2 separate regions of the Xenopus laevis genome follow, and region 2 is linked to region 1. The links are chromatin contacts, called in public Hi-C maps. All regions are on one chromosome and are shown on one strand. The core of a region is the stretch at or near the end of the contact, and the rest is flanking DNA. Distances in the headings are between cores, read along the strand shown. Region 1 overlaps apbb2.L (amyloid-beta A4 precursor protein-binding family B member 2). Region 2 holds the start of uchl1.L (ubiquitin carboxyl-terminal hydrolase isozyme L1).

Evidence for each region. Hi-C and Micro-C count contacts between places; a contact is called where the count stands out from the background.
Region 2: a contact with region 1 is called in a Hi-C map of the XTC cell line, with 2.5 times the contacts expected there. The contact joins the promoter of uchl1.L here to the enhancer-like site in region 1. A contact is called at or near these places in 3 of 4 Hi-C or Micro-C datasets (the XL177 cell line, the XTC cell line and animal cap).

Annotation. Positions count from the first base shown.
Region 1 is chr1L:37,889,078-37,896,572 of Xenopus_laevis_v10.1, reverse strand. It overlaps apbb2.L (amyloid-beta A4 precursor protein-binding family B member 2), which reads left to right. Exons shown (of 15, transcript XM_018229369.2): 6 at 4,641-4,726; 7 at 5,729-5,789. Among protein-coding and RNA genes, the nearest start is that of apbb2.L, 110 kb to the left of the region's middle. Within about 2 kb of position 4,057, at least 1 of the 7 cell types and tissues checked has an H3K27ac peak or open chromatin away from gene starts, as enhancers often do.
Region 2 is chr1L:37,999,563-38,007,057 of Xenopus_laevis_v10.1, reverse strand. It overlaps uchl1.L (ubiquitin carboxyl-terminal hydrolase isozyme L1), which reads right to left and starts at 2,819. Exons shown (of 9, transcript XM_018229404.2): 1 at 2,582-2,819; 2 at 2,479-2,490. The coding sequence starts at 2,701.

The sequences.
Region 1 (7,495 bases), core at 2,808-5,307:
ATTGTGATCTTACAGTTAGTTTGGAATAGCTATTGGTAGATATATTTTTATATATGTGAGTATATTGATAGGTCTGTATAGGTATGTATATACATACAGTGGGGTTATTTGGAGGGTTGTACATTTGTCTTTTTCAACCCAAATTAATGAGCACTGAAACTATTAATACAGACCAGTGCAATGTTATTGTTCCCACATCAGGATGCTGTTTTGTTTGGAAGGGGAGGAAGGAGAGCACCTTTGCTGAGTAAAATGGTTATTGATCTGATACACTTTATGATTATTTGTAAATAAATACTGGGCCCTTTTCAGAACTGTGGCAGTGAACTCAAAATACTGTTATTATTTTAACTGTGTTTTCAGCTATGACAGGAGTAGATTAGTATGAACAAAAGCACAGAAATTTTGCCTTAGATTCTATTTGTATCACGTTGTATTAATTTTTTTAATACAATAGCACTTTTTGCTTTCTTTCTGCCCACTGTAAAAAACACAAGCCTCGAGGAATTTCAAACAGCCAGCAACTCCCAAAGTAGTTATTTTTTTTGGAGAAAACCATTATCCATTCATTTGTCCTTTGCCAGCTGTAAGGGAGATTGTCTCCTTTCTCCAGAGCTGTTGACTTCTCCTAACAATACAAATGACTCTCAGCTGACAGAGCACATTTCCATATTTACATAATGTAATGTTTTCTGACATAAAGGTGAAAGTGAAGTGTAGATTTTACCTCCATTCTACAGACAGACCACATAGAAAAAAGGACGTTTCCTTAGGTTATGTCATATTAATAGAAATGTACATGCTCATCTGGAATTGCTAAATGCCCTTTCATACAACAGGAACATTTCTTAACACTTCATGCCCTTTCTTTTTGACAGATCTGTCAGATTTTTTAAGCAATGTACAACTGCTGCAGTTTCAGTTTAGCATCTTAACATTTGTTCCTTAGTAAGCAAAATCAAATACATATAACCTTTTCAATCAGATTTAAAGTTTTTATGTTCTAGAAAAGGCAGTGGATCTCAAACTGTGGGACTGGCTCCCTTGGGGGCTTAGAGCAGTGCCAAAAGGTGTTGGGGTGCAGCTTGAATTCCAGTTATGGTTAGAATTGGGGAGAATGGCTTTTTGCTGTCCTTAAAGGGGACCTGTCACCCGAAAGAAATATTACAAATCCACATTTATCAAGCAAAATAAACTTTGAATCTTGTTTCCTTCAGTCTGGGAATTCATAATTATAGCAAGCAGGCAGGAGCCATTTTGTGGACACTGTTATTAAGCCGTGCATCATCTCAGAATCTTGTTTGTGCACCAGAATGGGGTACCCGATGTCCATCCCCATGAACTGATTACACAATGAAATGCTAAAAAAAGGGGGAATGCGTGGTGAGAAGTGATGTGGTGGGCAGGTGCAGGTTGAGTTCTTTTCCTGCTCTCCCTACCCGCCACTGTCAAATGCTGGCTTCCGACTTCCAGGTTCGTCTTTTATAGATGATGCGCCTGCTCGCCCTGCCCCTTTTGTGACGTCACTGGCGGGGTGGGTATATAAAAGGAAGTGCGGATGTGGGCGGGTGCGGGCCAAGGGAGGGCGGGTCGGGGAAATCCCGACCCGCACATCACTAGTGGAGAGCAATGACATCTAGGAAGTGCTGAATGGAAGTAATTGCCTGCCCCGCCTCTATGCCTAAGGCATAGAGGAGGGGTAGGCAATATTTGATTGACAGCTGAGATTTTCAAATGAGTTTACAACAGCTATGAATGCTTTAATAAAAAAACTAATATGGTATTCATGTTTAATTTGAAAAGGATTTTTAAAGCTTTTTATGTCTAGGTGACAGGTGCACTTAAATACACTGAAAATCTTAATTAGGTTGGTATTTGGGGTAAATGCATCTTTTGCTGAATGACTGACGCATCAGCATGTTTCTATATTTGTACTCATTTCATGGCCTTGGATTATAACTTCAAGGGGGGTCCTGGCCAAAGGTTGGACCAAAAATGTTTGACAACCAATGAGAGTAGGACATAAATAAAACCTAAAGCCAAATCGGAAGACCGAATGACAAAATCTTGTGCCAAAAATCGATGTCTATTTTTTATTTTTCATTTGTTTATCTTTAAGGTTGAATGACTAGGTTGTAAAAGGGAAAAGGGCCATCTGAAGACCTTATGCACAGAAAAATAAGAGTTTGTGTAACTCATCTTCAACTTTAATGGAGAACAAAAGCCAATGTCCAAAGATGTCCCCCAGTAGATACCCCATGTTTGTTTTCTGTTAAAGCACAGAACACACTCATGGCTGCTAACATGTTTAATAAAGGACATGTATCATAGGTTTAAGCCATTTATTAACATTGTTAAAGCCATTTAGAATGTGGGATATTTGTGTCCAATTTGGAAGGTTGTGTGGTCTTTAAAATACTTGCTTCAAATCCATGCACTACGTTAATTTGTGTTTGTGATGACAATTAATTGACTAAACTTTTATTCTATTCTTCATTGTATAAAGGGGATCTCCATCCATGTTTTTTTGCATAATGAAAGAAAGTTAGCAATTCTAAGTGACTTTCCAATAAACATTCATTGAACATTCCAATGGTTTTAAAGTTATTTGTAATTGTTATTCACATTAAAAGCAGTTTGTTATCCATTTCTGTTCACCGTGTCTGACCGATGATCAGTTGATCAGCTGCTTCTGCTACATTGTTTCAAGAGTGACAACTACTGAAGCAGAGAAAATAAATGGTTCCAGTAGGCCCGGCTTTCAGTAGCTGTTAAATTAACAAATCATTTGAAAACCAATTATCATTTTTCAATGAATTTATACTGGAAAATGTGTTTTCTTATATTCTTGTAAAAGTAAAATTTGGGGTAGAGATCTTATGTTAGATTTCTTCGACAGATGTATCCTAACTTTCTACTTATGTTTTGGTGTTTTATGGTGATCGCTGAACCTATCTTAGTAACAGCACCCAAAGAGCACCAACAATGTGTGTATCTCAAGCAGTTGGGAGAAAGCAAAATTGGGGAGATACTGATAGAACTTTTACAGTTACTGGCAGCTTTATCTTTGAGTAAGTCTAGTGCGTACATTATAGTATTTCTAGAATAACCTAGAATATTTAGCCTTTAAAATGTTGTATGAGCACTAGCGAATTTTCTGTAAGCGATACCCATATAAAGGCTAACCCCCTCACCTGGCAGTGTGTAGGCCAGTCTTAAAGGGGCAGTACACACTTATATATACCTTAGTTCAACATGAGCACAATAAATAGGGGTTGTGTTGAAATTGTATCCTGTCCATTCTTTTAATTAAAACAAAATCGTATTTTCCAATGATAAAAAAGTACTGATAGATCACTGTGTTTACCTTCACTTTCTTTTGCTCTCTCCCCCGTAATAAGGATAGCTTGTTTAAATAGAAATATTGAGCTGTATATAAACAAACCCCTCCCAGCATCAGACTGCAAAAGGAGTTCATCATACAGAGAGCCTTCTCCTCTTCCCACAGTTGTTCAGAAGAACCACAGGCAGTTAGAAAGTGAAACTACATTCAGTCTATGCCATGTTAAGGTGGGGAAGTAACAACGACTGTTAGATATTTCTTAATTAAATAAACGTGCAAAACAGTATGTTGAGCACAAGGCCTATTCAGTGAGTTAGTGTTGAACAAGGGGGGAAATTGCCCCATGTAAGTGTCTGCACCAATGAATTGAATTAGATGATAATTAGATGGTAACCTACCCTCTTATTATATGCTAACAAGACTGTCTTGTGTTTTTTGTTCTGTTTGTTTTCTTTTTACCAATGTGCCTCCTCCTGTGTGAATAATTGTATAGAAACAGCCTTGGAGTGATTTTGCTGTTCTGAATGGGGGAAAGATTAATGTTGACATTTGGAAGGCAAGTATCTGGTTAGATCATTTCAAAGTGTAAACCTATTATTTCTGTGTGCATGGCAGTGGCTGCTTTTTTTTTCACAGTTACCATTCAAAGACCAGGCAGCTTTAGCACTGGGTCACATGTGGAGATTCGTCACGTTGACTAAACCTCTTGAAAGACTATGAAAATATTAGTTTACTGTCCCCAAAATGTAGACATCCCCTTTGTCACACTGTCAAATCTCCAGGTGTAGCTTTGGATTAAAAGCAAAATCACAGGTTTTTCTTTATCTGATGTGGTATCAAATTCTTCCTTATTCCTTTCAGCTTTCTAACCGGAAGGTCTGTTTTTTTTCTTTGAGAATATGTTTCTTCACCTGGATATTAGCATAAAGTGCATGAACTTTTCTTTTGAACAAATCTTCTATGCTTCTTTGCTTGGAGAAAAGTGCACCTTTTTCTGTTATTCCAAGAAACCTTAAGATACCTTGGGGTATATTCATCAAATGCCAGTCATCCAAGTCTGTAGAGCATTTATACTGCTGCTTTCCTTGAAGCCAGGATAAAGATATCAGTGCTGCACCAAGTGATGATTACATAAAATAAGTGCAGTATGGACCTTTGATGTATATACACAATATTTCTTTGTACAAGGTATCTTATATCTTCATACATATGGACTGTTATCTTGCTTCTCCCTTGTTTTCGATCATTTTGTGAACCTTACTATGTCCATGTTGTAACCTGAGATATCTCTCTTTAGGATTTGCATGCAGCCACAGTCAACCCAGATCCAAGTCTAAAGGAGTTTGAAGGAGCAACATTACGCTACGCCTCCCTAAAGCTAAGGCAAGTATTATTTTTATGGTTATGTCAATGCAAAGATTGCAATTTCCTGTACATGTATAGGATCTATTATCTGGAATTATTGAGGCCTGGGATTTTCCAGATAAGAGTTCTTTCTAAAATCTGGATTTGGATTAAAAAATGTGAAACATTAAATAAACCCAATAGGATTGTTTTGCTACTAATATTCATCCATGCAGGTTTTATAAAAGTTTTATAATTACAGAGAAAAGGAAATAATTAAAACATTTTTTAATTATTTGGTTAAAATGGAGAATCCATGGGAGATGGCCTTCCCATAGTTTGGCGCTTCCTGGATAAAAGGTTTGCAGATAAAGGACCCCATATCTGTATTAATAGTGCATTTTTGTGGTTTCCTCTGATTCCACTTTTCATCATTCAAGCTCTCTGTAGAATAAAGGGATGTTTTATAATAAAAGGATCAGTAGTACCTGAAAACTATAATTTCCTATATACATTATTGAGTTTTCTCCTTAGTTCATTCTTGGCTAAAAAAAAATAGTGAGATTTTTCTGATATTTATTGATATTTTTTTTTAAATTTTCTCTCCTTAACCTCTCTGGGTTATAGAGGTGACAATGACCATTGTCTCTAATGGCACAGTGTAATTATTTTAGTGGAATAATTCTATCACTATCAATGGACTTACTTGAAAATTCTTGAGTTAGGTTAGTACATCCATTCACAAGAAGTCAATGGGAACCCCAAGCAACTTGAGAAGAATTATTTTGGGCTTCTTCGCCCTAGAGGAATTAAGGTGAGAAATAGTATAGATAGACTTGTAAAGTTTCCTTTTTGTTATCAAATCCTCTTAGCCAAATGTGATAGCTCTAAATGCCCAGTAACTTCAGTAACTTAAACGGATGTGGACGTTTTGTTGGGTTTTGAAAATATTCTCTTTTAGTTAAAGGTTACTTTACTAGCCTATACTTTTTTAAATTTATATCTAAATACGGCCCTAAAGACGTGTATTCTGATTCTTAGAAATGGGCCTCAGTCTGAAGAAGAGGATTCCTCCAGCATTAACAGTGATCCTGAAGCCAAGGTAAGAATACTGAGATGTATATAAACTGAGATGTATTTAAACTCTTTTTTTAGTGGGTTGAAACTTGTAAATCTTTATTTACGAATAGTTCCCCAGATCCTCAATTGGATTGTGATCAGGGATGTGATTGGGCCACTGTATAACAGATAATACGCAGAAAACTATATTTATATTGCAAAAGTGCTTAGAAGAGCAATTTGCACAATTTTATAATACGTTCATTGATGTTGAGTGTTTCTGTTAATATTGCAAGTGGTGAGAGGAGGACATGGACAATTTAACGCCGTTTCCACTGTACAGCATCGGCAGTTATAATGCCCATCAGTGTCACCAACAACTCGATAGCTTTTAAAATTGCAGAAGTGGGAGCTGCGCACCAAAAAAATTTAATTATTACATTACAGTGTGAAGTATATTCCATGGGAAATAATGTACAGCTATCTCTCAGTGCCAGATGCATAAGAAATATGTCTAGCAGTGATAGCAGCATTCTCTTTCTTTGCATTACTAATACACAGACAGTATTCTGTGGCTTCTCTTTAGATATAAGCTGTGCTTGGTAAGGTCACGAGCCGTTCCATTTATGCAGATGTGTGATTCTGCTGACTGCTCCAACATGCATACAATGTTCCTGCCACCTTGTGGATGTACAAGGCCAGGCCATTGCACCTTGTATTCATTTACCATTAAAGAGATGATTTACCATTAAGTTAACATACAATGGCTAATTCTAAGCAACTTTTCAATTGGCCTACATTTTTTCTTTTTTATAGTTTTCGAATTATTTCCCATCTTCTAACTTTCTTCAGCTTTCAAATGGGGGTTGCTGACCCCATCTAAAAACAAATGGTCTAATGGTCGGACTGGTGGGTGCAAGGCCCAGGTGCCCCCACCATGCCCCCACACCCCCATACAGGGGGCCACCACCACCCACCATCCCTTGTGGGTGTGTTAATTAAACCTAGCTTCACCCGGTGTCCTTTAGACCCAGTCTGACCCTGAATGTAAGGCTACAAATTTACATTTATTGCTACTTTTTATTACACATCTTTCTATTCATCTCCTATTCATAGTCCAGTCTCTTATTCAAATCAATGCATGGTTGCTAGGGTAATTTGGACACTAGCAACTGTATTGCTGAAATTGCAAACTGGAGAGCTGCTGAATAAAAGCTAAATAACTCAAAAACCACACATAATAATAAAAAATTAAAGCTCTCTACATCATACTAAAAGTTAATTTGAAGGTGAACAACCCTTTGGCCAGCTTAAGCCAGGTTTCACTTTCCTTATCAGTGATCAGTTGTGTGATTATGGAAAGCTGAAGGCATTGCGGGTGAAAGGGCTGAGATGGGCCCAAAACTTTGCTTGGGGCACTGTGCCCATTAGGTCATACAAATAAATCCGTTTGCTGACCAAAGCAATTCATACTATTCAAAAATCAGAATTTCCTATGACATACTGTATGTAATTTTACTATACGTTAAGCTCCCAATAGCTTGGCTATTGGCAGATTCTTTTTTTCTGCACATACCTGCAGGCCTTTGGGAATAAGATTTCCCTGCCTCCTGATGTTTTCCTCTGACATATCTAGATCAGGACATCCCTGACAACTTTTTTTTCCTGTTTTAATTATCAGGATGTAGAGGGTCTTAAAATGTCTCCTTTTCCTTTCTGATTTAGCATGGCAGATGCTTATTGACCCCT
Region 2 (7,495 bases), core at 1,570-4,069, 110 kb before region 1:
CCGAAGCGGCAGAAGACGCGAAAATTACCGAAGAAGATGGCTACTGTGAACTCTGATGCCCTGAATCTGCACCGAAGGGTAAGTAAAAAGTTAGGGCAATTTACCCGGGGTAGCAGCTAGGCTGGGGTGTATGTAGGGTAGGTTTTTTTTCTCCTTTATGTTGGCCATACACTATGAGATCCACTTGTTTTGGCAGGGCGATATCGGGTTTATGCGAACATTCAGCCCTAGGGCCAAACAATCACATTTTACAAGGAAATGGGCAAACTGGGTCATAGGACTGCATCAACTAGCGGATGCTGTCCTCAATCACAGTAAAAATCAAACCTGATCAATATCTGCCCAATATTGATCAGGGAGACCCGTCAGAAGCCCACACACACTGGCAGATAAGCTGCTGACCTGTTATCCAGAATGCTTTGGAACTGGTGTTTTATGGATAACAGATCTTTCTGTAATTTGGATCTTCATATCTTAAGTCTACTAGAAAGTCATGTAAATATTAAATAAACCCAATAAACTGGTTTTGCTTCCAATAAGGATTCATTACCATAGTTTGGATCAAGTTACAAGGTACTGTTTTATTATTAGAGAAAAAGGAAATCATTTTTAATAACTTGTAAATGCTTATAACGTAATCTGTGATATGGCCTTTCCATAATTCGGAGCTTTCTGGATAATGGATCCCATACCTGTACTATATAAAAACTGCACTGAAATGTTTCAGTAAATCTCAATTTTCTTCCTTGGCATCAAGGTGCCCCTATAATTTTAGCTTTGCCAGCTAAACACAAGCAGTCCTGCCCTTAAAAATAATCTTGGAAACGGTCAAGAGTAAACCATGCCCTTGATCTACCTCAAACTCCACAAACTATTTCCTCCCTTAAAGAATAAAGGACCCCGTATCAATCTTCTATCTATAGTTTTTTTAGAATTATCTTTGTTCTACCTATTATTCATATGTTGCACCTATGTTCTAGGTGACATTCATAAAGAAAATTAAAAATAAATGCAGGTGCACTGGTAAGTAATGATGGGCACTAAAATTTAATGTTTAAAAAAAAAAAAAAAGTTTATGCAATGACCACCTGACCCTTTAGGCACTGCATGCCTACAACTTCCAAAACAGCAGCACCAGTGAGTTAAAGGACAAGTAACATCAAAAAATGAAATTGTTGTAAAGTTATAAAGATATAATGCAGTGTTGCCCTGCACTAGTACAACTGCTGTGTTTGCTTCAGAAACACTACTATATTTATATAAATAAGCTGCTGTGTAGCCATGGGGGCAGCTATTCAAAGGAGAAAAGACTAAAGTTGCACAGCAGATAAGCTCTGTAGAACATAATGGTGTTCACTGTTACCAATATTTATCCTGTGCCATATAGACTTTTTTCAATTTCCACCATTGCTACACAGCAGCTTGTTTATATGAACTATAGTAGTGTTTCCGAATCAAACACATCAGTTTTACCAGTGCAGGGCAACACTAAGTTATATTTTCATTACTTTAAAACACCCCCGAATCCTTTGCAAAAGATTCGGCAGAATACCGAATACCGGGATGAGAAAACACTTAACTTCATTGTTTTGTGACAAAAATAGTGTGATTTCCCTCCCCACTCCTAATTTGCATATGCAAATAAGGATTTGGTTCGGCCGGGCAGAAGGATTCGGTGCATCCCTACTAGAAAGTCGGACATAATTTTCTAGCACTATTATTGCACTTATTTTAATAAGATTTGGGCGCTGCTGCCAGGCCTGGGGCCTCACCTCTTAAAAGGATCATAACACCAAAAAATGAGGTGAGGCCCCAGGCCTGGCAGCAACACTCAAATCTGATTAAAATAAGTGAAATAATAGTGCTAGAAAACTATGTCCGACTTGCTAGCAGGGATGCACCGAATCCAGGATTCGGCCGAACAGAATCCTTATTTGCATTTGCAAATTAGGGGCGGGGAGGGAAATCACGTGACTTTTTGGACACAATACAAGGAAATAAAAATGTGTTTCCTTTCTCATCCCTAATTAGAATATGCAAATTAGGATTCAGTTTGGTATTCAGCTGAATTTTTTGCAAAGAATTCGGCCGAATCCTAAATAGTGGATTCACTGCATCCCTACTTGCTAGTGGGGCTGGAAATTTTAGAAAGAGCGACAGCCAGAGAGGTGGGACATCCCTGTGTCTATAGACCCCAGAAAATAAAAAAAAAAGGTTCCTCCCTGCCCTATTGTAAAGCTGCCCTGGCTCCATGTGTGCACCTGCTGAGGAGTAATACAGGGATGCAGGATCCTGGGTACCACAGGGCCGGGGCCACGCCCTGACAACTCGTACAGTCATTGCACAGACTAGGAGAAAGCTAAATAACCACCCAGTCAGCTACACAAGCATGTTCAGAGCCGAATCCCAGGAAAGATGCGGGTGTTGGTGCTGCCATATGGATATCATAAAGGAGATGTCATAAAGGCCACCACTCACTTTATTCAGCATCTGTGGAATAAAGAAAATGCACATAAATGACGGAGAACAGAACGCGACCACATCGGTCTAACCCAGTAAAAGTCACGAGCACCTTACTTACCTCAGGGTTGATTTCCATTGCGCACCACTTCATGACTGACGTCTCACACACAAACTCACGCCGTTCCCGTCTAGATACAGACTGATAAGAGGGCGCCGCCTCAGCTGCTTTTATAACCATGGTAAGGTACCAACGCGTGACAAAAGAAGGGGGGGAAAGGCAATCAGCTGGTATCGCTGCGTTGCTACTGGATAGACGAACCACCCCTCAGTCGTTACCGAGTAGGACGGTTCCAATGTCTCCTAGCCGACATTTAATCATGGGTGGCAATGAGTAGCTAACAGTGACCAGAGTTGACAACGTATTTTTATTGTGCGGAGCGTGAGGGACGCGCCCCTTTTTTATGGATTAATTGGTGCGACCGCTGGCAGAACGCAAGGGCAGTGAGTTGTTTAACCTACTCCTTTCTTGTGGGAATCCTGTTATATGGGCGTGGTCATAGGCGTAAATGGTATGAGCGGTAAGTGAGGCTGAGAGGGAGCCTGTGGCAGCTGCAAAAGTCTGTCGCACTTGAAAAGGGGACGCAATTTGTAAACGTAACAAATAAATTCCCAATGTAAAAAAATGAAATTTTAAGCAGCTTTCCATTTGTTACACTTGTTCAGTGGCTTTACAGTTATTTGTTAATAAAAGTACAATTGAGAGAAGTAGTTACTCTTCGCTTGTCACTGTATGTGTATATGTATTTGTATAGAGGGCAAAGCACTACAGCAAAACTATACACTAGTAGTTACAAACAAGGGGTCACTGAAATAATGTTGCTTTTAACTATTGAAATAATGTAGCACAAGAGCTGTCAGGAAGCGTGCAAGACTTCTACTGCATTGTGTAGAGTTACAAACAGGTTTAAACTAGGCTTGCCACCTGTCCAGTGATGTGCCACCCTAACCTCCCCCTTCCTTCCTCTCCCCCCTTTAACGCTGGAACTACACAGTGCGCATCCTTCCAATCCAGTGTCGGACCCACCCAAAAACCTTAGACCAGGTCCCACTCTCAGTACTATTATTCTTCATCTCCTCAATCAACCTCTATTCTCCTAGTCTCTTTTCTTTACATACTATAATCTATTATTCCACCTATTTAGCCTCTTTGTTCTCATAGAAATATGGAATGGCCATGAAATAGGCCAAAAGTTTAGCAGCATGAGGGGCCCACTGACATCTGGGCCCACCGGGAGTTTTCCTGGTATCCCTGTGGGCCAGTCCAACACTGTTCCGATCTGACGCGATGAGAGGAGACGGATGCAGCAAATATAAGGTAAGTAATAGAAATTTCGGACCTTGTCGCTGAGTAGATCCGACACAACTGTCGGATGAAGATGCAACATGCAGCGGTCGGTTGCACGCAGCGACAAGGTCCGACATTTCTATTACTTACCTTATATTGCCGCATCAGTCTCCTTGCATGCGCTTCCACAGGCGGATGGTGATTTTTTTTGTTTGGGGAGGCTAAAAAGTGTTAACTGCAATGACCGTTAACATCCTAGACTTAAGGTAACAGGCAGAATAAAGCTGCCATTATGGGTCCTTTAGACCAATTCGACAGTTTATCTGCCCATGTGTGGGGGCTCCTGACAGTGTCTCCCAGTCGATAAAAGGCCAAAAATAGGCCAGATGTCGATCTCGCAAGTTTGTTTTATTTTTTTCTGAGATCCAGGACCACATCGGCTAGTTGATGCGGTCCTGCTACCCGTCTGTGCCCATTTGCAGCATTGTATGCTAAATTAAATTTACAGAGAAATTAGGTTTGGGGAGGCTTAGCCTCCCCCAACCTTCATTAAAATCCGCCTATGTGCGTTTCCTCTCATCGTGTCGGATCGGAAGGAAGCAAACTGTGTAATTCCAGCCTTAAAGGCAAGGAAGTGCAAATTTATTAGGTTCCCCCCAGTGAGTATAATCATTAACAAGCTCCTCTTTGCTGACAAATGCACCAGCCAGGTTACTATGCCACAGAAAGCTGCAATCAAATCTTCTGTCATTTCAAGTGATCACTTGGCTGTTTAGAACAATGCATGTGCAGTAAATTGCCATTTGACTGTAGGGCCGTAGCAAGTGGCAAGACTGGACCCCTCTGGCAGTCGTAGCGCTGCATTGAATGGGGGGTGGGGGTCATTCCCTATGCAGGCAGTCTGTTCATATAAAATAAGAAAAAGTAAATTAGGGAGCACCTTCCATCGGTTAGAGAAACAGTGGATGGTGTGCAGGGTCTGAAAAGTAGATCGTAAATGAAGAAAGAAAGAGAACTGACCCTTGAGATTGCACTTCCCCAACCCATAATCTGATCACTCAGTGGACCAGCATTTAAACATAACTTTTTATAAACCAAATGAAAACAAGCCCAGGAAAAACAGACTACAGGTAGGTGGTCGATGTAAAGAGGCTTCTAAATGGGTCTCAGACCCTCCTAATTGGCTTACTGCTAACGTGGCCTAAGGGTTAGTTCACACGAGGAGATTTGGGGAGATTGCCAAACTGCCTCCTCGTGTCTTCCCATCCGCTATAATGAAAAGTCGCCTGCGCTAAAGCACATGTGGCGTGGCATTTTCCAAAGTCGTCCGAAATTTCGTTCGACATTTCATATCTAATTTTCACTAGCGTTCATTTCTGCCTAGCGAAACTTCACTAGCACTCTTGCGCTTAGGTTAATTTGAATAGGGCGGGTACCTAAAAGTAGTATGGACGTCTTTATTACTAATGTTGGTGCAAATGTTTGAAGTGGCCACTTTTTCAAACCAAAGTCATAATAAAGACAGAAGAGATCATCTAATGCCCTAGACATGAGCCCACCCTTATGTGACATGCCCCTCAAATAAGTTAAAATTTGTTCACACATAAATCTTTAATAGTTCTGACTTTTTTTTTTACAGCTTTAATGCATTTTCGGCATACAGGATATGATGTCCATGACATAAGATTAAGGAGGCTGTAGCTTAGGTTTATCAGTTCGCCTTGACTGATGTGGCAAAGTAAACTCTGGCGAAATAGGTAACGTTCAGTAAAATTCGCACTTTACAGAATTTGCGGAGTAACGATCGCTCACCAGAGCGCAAAAGTCGCCTTGCAATAGAGTGCGAACAAATGCTACCGATTGTCTCGTTCGCTAGCGAATTGTCCTCTGCGCCTGTTAGTGAATTGGCGATGTCCCTGCGAATGGGCTTTCTGGCGAATTGACGCTAGCGACGGCCACTTCGCCCTTTAGTGAGTCTGTCCCTTTATCTTGGGAGTGCTATGACTGGGGGACCTGGGTAGGTGGGTATTAGGAAGGATAGTATGGAGTGTCAAAGCTCCACTGGATACTACACGAACTGCTGGAAGTAAAGAGAAGATCTGCTCTTCATATTGCACCATGCACTACTCGCCATTGTGTATAAGATAATCATTTCAAACCTACCCAGTTGACTAACCGGCTAATATCCATTGTACATAAGTATCAGTCAAGAACATCCAGACAGAATACAAGTAACGAAAGTGTAAAAACTTTTCAATACCCCTTATTATTGCACTCAACTTGAATACAGGAGTAGCTGTACTATTTAACAATCACCTTTACTATCTGTTACCTTTGGAGTTCAAATAAGACAGCAGAGAGAGTTAAAGCTGTCTGACCTGTGGTCCACTCATGCCCCCATACCTGCTACTTATTAATATAAATATGAGGATTAAGGTATGTATAAGATGTTAATTCTTTATCCTGTTACAGTGAATGTTCTTTGGGATATTTGTTGATGAAAGGCTGGTATAGAATGAATTATCTGGAATGTGTTTGACATTAAGTACAAGGTAAACACTTGCAATGTTATGCTGCATGGCTGATTACAAACGGAGAGATTTGTTGCTAATTCGTTTCATTAGACTAGTATGGGATCTGTTAATTGGAATCATTGAACTTGGGGTTTTCCAGATATGGAGTCTTTCCTTAAATTGGATCACCATACATTAAGGCTACTAAAACATCTGACCATTAAAAACCCCAGTATGATTTTTTTTGTAACCAATATGGATTTAAGCAGCGTATTTAGCATCAACTACAGAGCCCTGTGTCATTGCTGCAACAAATATAAATTGTTTTCTTAAACAGGCCTCTATAGAGCTTTTGGGATAATAGGTTTCCAGATAATAGAGTTCATACGTCTAGAGATCAGGATGAGTTTTCCCTATATGAGGGCTGCCTTCAAGGAGAAGGAAATATTTAATCACTGGAGGGTACCAAATGTCAGGCACCCCCATTATAATCTCTAACTGATACCCCAGGCTGGTGCTCCTGTAAGCAGAAAACTGTACCAGCCAACTGTCCCGTTTTTAGAGGGACAGTCCCTCTTTTGACAGCTCAACCTGCAGTCCCTCATTTGTACTGGAAAGTCCCGTTTTTCTCTGCTAGAAAAAGAAACAACGTTTTTGGCAGAGAGCCCAGAACAGCCAGAAGATAAGATACTTTTGTAACAATTTCTAGATAAGAAAATAAGTAATTGTAACAATATAAGATAACAGGTCCCTTGGGAAAAGTTAGACTCACAACTTAAAGGGCATGTAAAGGCAAAGAAATAAAATCCCATTTTTACTTTCTTTAATGAAAAAGAAACCTATCTCCAATATACTTTAATTTAAAATTGTGTACCGTTTTTATAAGAACCCTGACTGTATGCAGTGAAATTCTCCCTTCATTTACTGCTGTGGATAGGAATTGTCAGGTGGTCCCTAACTGCTGAGCAGGAAAACAGTCATACTTAGGAACAGCAGGGGGAGCCCCCACCTTACTTCCCAGAAAAATGTTCAAACTTTCATAACCTGCCAATTTTTTTTTAAATGAACATGGTAATTAGGGGGTGTGGTCACAAAATGGGCATGGCCAACAATTCACCTGCAACTTTTTTGTCCCTTTTTTTATTTCCAGAATGTTGGATGGTATGGGGTACTT